Regions from separate parts of the Mus musculus genome. Here region 2 is linked to region 1. The links are chromatin contacts, called in public promoter capture Hi-C maps. All regions are on one chromosome and are shown on one strand. Each heading gives the region's core, a stretch centred on a gene start, on an enhancer-like site or on the middle of the called end of the contact. The rest is flanking DNA. Distances are from core to core; before and after follow the strand shown. Region 1 holds the start of Pank4 (pantothenate kinase 4). Region 2 holds the start of Plch2 (phospholipase C, eta 2).

Region 1 (2,700 bases), core at 94-2,593:
TAGGCGATTCATAAATGCCCTCCCTTCCACAGAGCGACCAGGGCCAGGACTGACCCATTCCATTCAAACTATGAGCCTGGTAGGTATGGGCTATTGTCTAAGACAGGGTGTCCGCTTTAAGGCAGGCTATAGGTTAGTCAAGTTCACAGGGCTCTCCAAAGGCAAAACCCATGGAGCAAGAAGTGGGAAGGTGTGTCTACATGTCTTCTGAAGGACAAAGTCATAGATGTGGCTCCCATCCCGACTTGGATCTTTCCCATCTAGAAGTTCATTAGCCACCACCCCCCTCTTATTCCTATCCACTCTGCCAGGGACCACCTGAGGACCCTTCTGTGACCCACGTATAGTAAGCAAGGACAGAGAACCTCATCTGCACTCATTTAGCTTACCACAGGAGCAGCAGAACTTCTACAGATGGGGAGGAGGCCAGTGCCCTTGTGGAGTGTCCTACACACAGGCCGGGCATACTCCACTTACAGGGACTGAAGTTGCTGGGTCACCTCACTCTCAGGAGCCCTGCCACTCTGGAGCAGGCTCTCCCATTCAGAGTACACCCACTCTGTTGGCAGGCACATACAAGGTTGCCTCCTCTCGGAATCAATGTAGATAGATATATGGCAGCTGAGCCTGCGCACTGCCTCAGTCCTGTGCTCCAGGAGCCTGGCAAGTCAGTGAGCAACTGCCTGCAGACAGAACCTTGCAGAGAGCGAGGTATTAAGTTACACGATGGCCCTCTTGGAGGACACAGTGCTCTCTCTCAAGGGACTTAAATCAACAGGAACTCCAGATCACCTCCACTTTGAAGCCCGGTCCCCTCTTCCATGCGCCCTCTCCCTTTCCCTCCTATACTTTGCAAAGATTGCTGTTAAACTGCCGATCTTCCCCAGCTGCAGACGCACGACCCTATTCATATCCCTTCCCCCTGGCTGGGCATTTCTCGAATGTAGGGTCTTTAAAACTACTCCAATTAACATGGGAGTTTTAGAATTGAAGGTCCCACTTCTTTGGGAAACCAGGATGGTGGGTCACCCTAGCAGAAATTACAGCAGCTTGCAGGGCCAGCCTCACAGCAAGGAGATATGAAAGCACGATCGCCAAAATCAACCCAAGTTAGCATCTAGCCAGCTCAGCGAAAGAACAATATTCCAAAAGCTTCATATTGGTAGTTTGGAAAATAACGGCCCTCCCTTCCCAGTCCTGGCCTCTGGGACACTTGCTTGTCTAGGACGGTCGGGTGGCCTGGCCTCCAGCACAGGCGGACGGGGGGCGGAGACTCATTAGCATAATTTATGCACGCGGTCGTTTAGCAGTCAATTATATGCGCATATATTTCCATGGCTGATGAGGCTGGCCGGGCACTTTCAAAATGGCGGAGCGTGGAGCGAGTGGCGGCGGGAGCGGCGGGGACAGTCTGGACAAGAGCATCACGCTGCCCCCCGACGAGATCTTCCGCAACCTGGAGAACGCCAAGCGCTTCGCCATTGATATAGGTAGACACGGACCGGGTACTCAAGAAAGTGGCCGGAGCAGTGGGCGCGGGCGGCCAGCCAGCGGGGGCGGCGGGAAGGACGAAGGGCGGGGGCGCGGGCCATGCGCACAGCCTCACGGGTCGCCGCACAGCCTCTCGGGACTCATAGTGTGCGCGGCGTCAAGGTGCGGGACCGAGCGGGCTGTGGGACTCCAGCTCCCGGTAGGCGCTGCGCGGTTGGAGCGGGGCACGTCGGGCCTCGTAGTCCGCGCAGCGCCGGTGGCTCAGTGGAGGGACGGGCGGGGCGGGTGGCCTCGGGGGTCCTCATCTGCTCAGAGTCCCCCGGGATGAGGCTGGCCATGGCCCCGCGGCGCACTCCGCCGGAGTTCCGGCTTCCCAGTGAGCTGTGGAGACGTTGGGCCTGGACACTTGTCGAGCGCTGCAGCGTGGACCGTGGCTACGGCCGCCGCCTCCTGCGCGCCTAGGAGTTCACCTTCCTGCCGACCCGCTACAGGCCCACCTTAGATCCCCTTCGCGCGTTGGGCAGCCTCATGCCCACTAACAAGTCCTCGGGGGAGGTTCTTTCATCGCCCTGGTGTGCAGATGCGGAGACCAAGGCACAGAAGAAGGCTAGCTTTCTCCGTGGTCTCTCTATTCGTAGATCCAGGATGGGAGCCGGCCAACGCTCCCCCTCCCCCTCCCCCACCCCTACCCCTGTCCCCCAAGCTCTCTGCTCTGCATCCTGTTATTGAGGAGCTTTGTACCCAATTGCTTGCAGGCGTTTCCCCGCGTATCTCTTGATGCCAGCATTGTCAGTGAGGCCCCACACAGCCGGGCAGCATCCGCAGTCTTGGACTTATCTCCGTGAATCAATGGGTGTGCTGCTGGCTCTTAGCCTCCTTGGAAAGCCTAGGTTGTTAAGAGACTGTGAAGAATCTCGTTACTTCTGGAATATTGAATAAGTCCCCCACCCTCTTGCTTTTGGGTTGTCTCTCTGACGTGTTCTTCCTTGGGAGGAATGAGGAATGGAAGAGAAAGTAAAGATGGCCTGCTGGCTTGTCCTGTGTTCCAGCTTTATCAAGGGCTCAGGAGGGTGGTGGAGTGGGCCAAGATTCTACTAGCACCTGAGATAACTCGGTGACTGGCTGTATATTAGTTTAGAAGTGATGAGCTTGCAGCCCCAGCAGAGGGGACTGTCCACAACCTGACCTCTCCAAAGGCCCCAAGGCAGC
Region 2 (2,700 bases), core at 39-2,538, 47 kb after region 1:
CAGGCCAGACCCAAGCCTATCTATGCCTAGGAAACCCAGGAGCCAGGGGGACAAATCTCCTGAGTGCCAGCAATGAAACATCAGCAGACAGGAGGTGCAGAAAACCACAGTGGTGCCAGGTCAGATGGCTTTCTGGAGGAAGCTCTTACTGGCCATAAGCAGAGGGGAACTGTAGGCATGGGGTGGAAAGTCAAGGTAGATAGGGCTCTCTAGGGGACACAGCCAGTGGGGACACAAGCGTGGTTGCTTAGTGCATTTGAGGTAGCGTTTGGGGACAGAGACTACTCTAGAACCCTGATGTGGTTCTAGAGTTAAGCCACTGAATGTGCACCTTCTGCTGCTGGAGCAAGGAGCAGCAAGTGAACCAGGCATCCCTGACCAGGGCCTCCGCCACTCCACACACTGAACCCTTCTACTGGCCACCCAACAGCCCTTTCCTTCTGTCCAGTGCTTCACAGTACAGGGCCTCCCTGACACCATCTAGAGACCATTGTGTCTACACCTGCATGCCTCCATAGCTACACTGAAGGTATTGTTGCCCCACAAAATTCCAAGGACCCCCCTCAGAAAGAGCTCTGAAGCCACATGAGCCACCCCCATACCCCCAGCACATTCAACCAGGGCTTTCTGGCTCCAGTTCTGCCTTGCCTTCTTCCCACTTGGAGTTCACCCTCCAAGCTCTGCTAAGGAGGTGGACAGGATTTCTGGCTGGGGGCAAAGAGGCAATGTTTCTGGGCCTGGAGATCCCAGAGGAAGAAGCAAAGGAATTGGGATGTTGGTGTGGCGAAGGAAGGATCCCAGGCCCCAGAGGCAGCCCTAACTTCCATAGGAAGCTATGCATCCTGTGGCCCCATAGGGCTTGGCCAGTCCCTAGGAGGGACTTGGTTTTTGCCCTTTCTTACCTACAAGGCTGAGCTGCCATCTTGGTGACACTACCACGCTCCCTCCAACCCAGAGGAGTACCTCTGCCAGGCAAGCCACGGCTCCTGTGGTCTGGCTGGCAGCAGACGGCTGGGGACCAGGCATATCCAAGCCGTAGTCCCCCAAGCCAAAAGGGACCCTCAGCGACAGGCCAAGCTGAGGTGTCAGCTGGCACAGGGGCTCCTCAGGGATCCCCTTCTCTCCTCTACCTCTTCGTCTTCCTCCTTGGAGCCCACTGAAGCCCCGCAAGGGCTGTTCCCAGGTCCCACTGGCATTGACCCAACTGCTGCCTGCGGCCCTGGATGGTCCCCAGGCCAGTCCGCCCATCCTCTAGAACCTCCAGGCCTATTTGAAGAAGATGAATGCCAGGGGTGGGGGAGCTGCCAAGCCTCACCCTGCCATCCTTGGCCAATCCGCCCAGTAATCCTGCTGGATTCAGCCCAGCTGGACAAAGGATTTAGGCCAGGGGAGGGCCCAGCTGCCAGCTCAGAGCAGGCTGCTTCATGAGCCACCAGACTCATGTTTGAGGCTGAGGCAAGGTAACAGGTTAGGCATGGGACCCTCCTGGGACATAAAACAGTGCTTACAAGACCAGGAGTGAGGGCCTCTGTGAGGACACTGCCCCCCAGGAGAGTCTGTCTGTCCACAGGTGTGGTCCTACATGAGGCTGTCTTCCTAACCCTGCCCATCCAGAGCTGGTATCTGTGTCTTTGTTTTGAGCTCTCACTTCCTGCTACTTGAAATCCTTGTACGTATAAGGACTTCCAACTTGATCCCCACTGTGTGGTAGTGAGCTGGTCCACAGATGGGACAAAAAAAGCAGACGCATGCTGTCCCAAACCCCAGGGCCAAGAACCCAGTCCCCTTTGGCTGGAGGCCAGAGCTAAGCCAGCGCAGGGCCAGCTAAGGCTAGGCAAGACAGGACAGACCTTTCTACTTTGACATCCAGTATGGGAAGGAGAATGTAGGTTCCCTGAGCCTTGTGCAGATTCCACTCCAAATCCCAGCCCTTCCCCACCCCCCAGCTGCCTTCTTCCCATGCCCAACAGAACCAAAGCTGTGGGGATATCCCACTACCCAGGGCACATTATCACTGTACTCTGCACCCAAGGCTGGACATATCCGGGTATCCAGATCTCTCATGACAGTCTCCTGACCCAGAGAGGACCCTGATCATCTGCCAGGACACCGGCCACCACTCCACACCAGCCTATGGGGCCACTGAGCATCTAAGACGTGCTCATCACTGCATTCAACTTTGCATGGTTTACTCAGGGCAAGCAGAGACAGGAGAGATGGTTAAGAAAGGGAGGTGGGGTTTCATCTCAGCTTCACCGCCTCTGGATCACGGCACCCCAGCTTCCTCCCTAACCAGGCTTCTGTTTCTGGCAAGGGACAGCTCATCCTGGGAGTCCTTGCCGGGGGAGGGGGGACTCCACATCCAATAGCCACATCACCCTGCTTCACAAAGTAGCCTGGGTACCCCTGTCCAGCCCACCCTCTTGACCCTGGCCTGCCTGTTCATGTGTCCTGGACAACAGGAAGCTCAGCCAGAAGGAATCAGGACCCACTGGGCCAGATCCAATATAATCAACTCACAGCCAAACCCAGGACCCAATTAGGAGCCTTGGCCAGAGGCCTTGCTGGCTGGAGGTGGACAGGCAGCCTGCCCTCTCTGCCACAAATTAGCATAAGGAACCATTTACCACCAGGACAGGAAGTAGCACAGCCCTGGCGCTCCCCAGGGAGACAGGCCACAGGAGATCCTGACCTGATGGC

The links. Promoter capture Hi-C pulls out the DNA fragments that hold promoters and counts their contacts.
Region 2: a promoter capture Hi-C map of macrophages shows a contact between it and region 1, with 7 read pairs. The contact joins the promoter of Plch2 here to the promoter of Pank4 in region 1. A contact is called at or near these places in 3 of 39 promoter capture datasets (HPC-7-derived erythroid cells, embryonic stem cells and macrophages), 3 of 484 Hi-C or Micro-C datasets (nephron progenitors and rod photoreceptor), 6 of 115 datasets of contacts at active chromatin or transcription factors (the SCID.adh cell line, craniofacial prominence, embryonic forebrain and 1 more) and 3 of 9 other capture datasets (adipose tissue, liver and pancreatic islet).

The regions. Positions count from the first base shown.
Region 1 is chr4:154,962,780-154,965,479 of GRCm38.p6, forward strand. Pank4 (pantothenate kinase 4) reads left to right here and starts at 1,344. Exons shown (of 20, transcript NM_001305804.1): 1 at 1,344-1,490. The coding sequence starts at 1,367. Gm42363 (a long non-coding RNA gene) reads left to right here and starts at 1,498. Exons shown (of 2, transcript XR_881640.3): 1 at 1,498-1,690; 2 at 2,247-2,534.
Region 2 is chr4:155,009,737-155,012,436 of GRCm38.p6, forward strand. It overlaps Plch2 (phospholipase C, eta 2), which reads right to left and starts at 1,289. Exons shown (of 22, transcript NM_001113360.3): 1 at 903-1,289. The coding sequence starts at 1,248.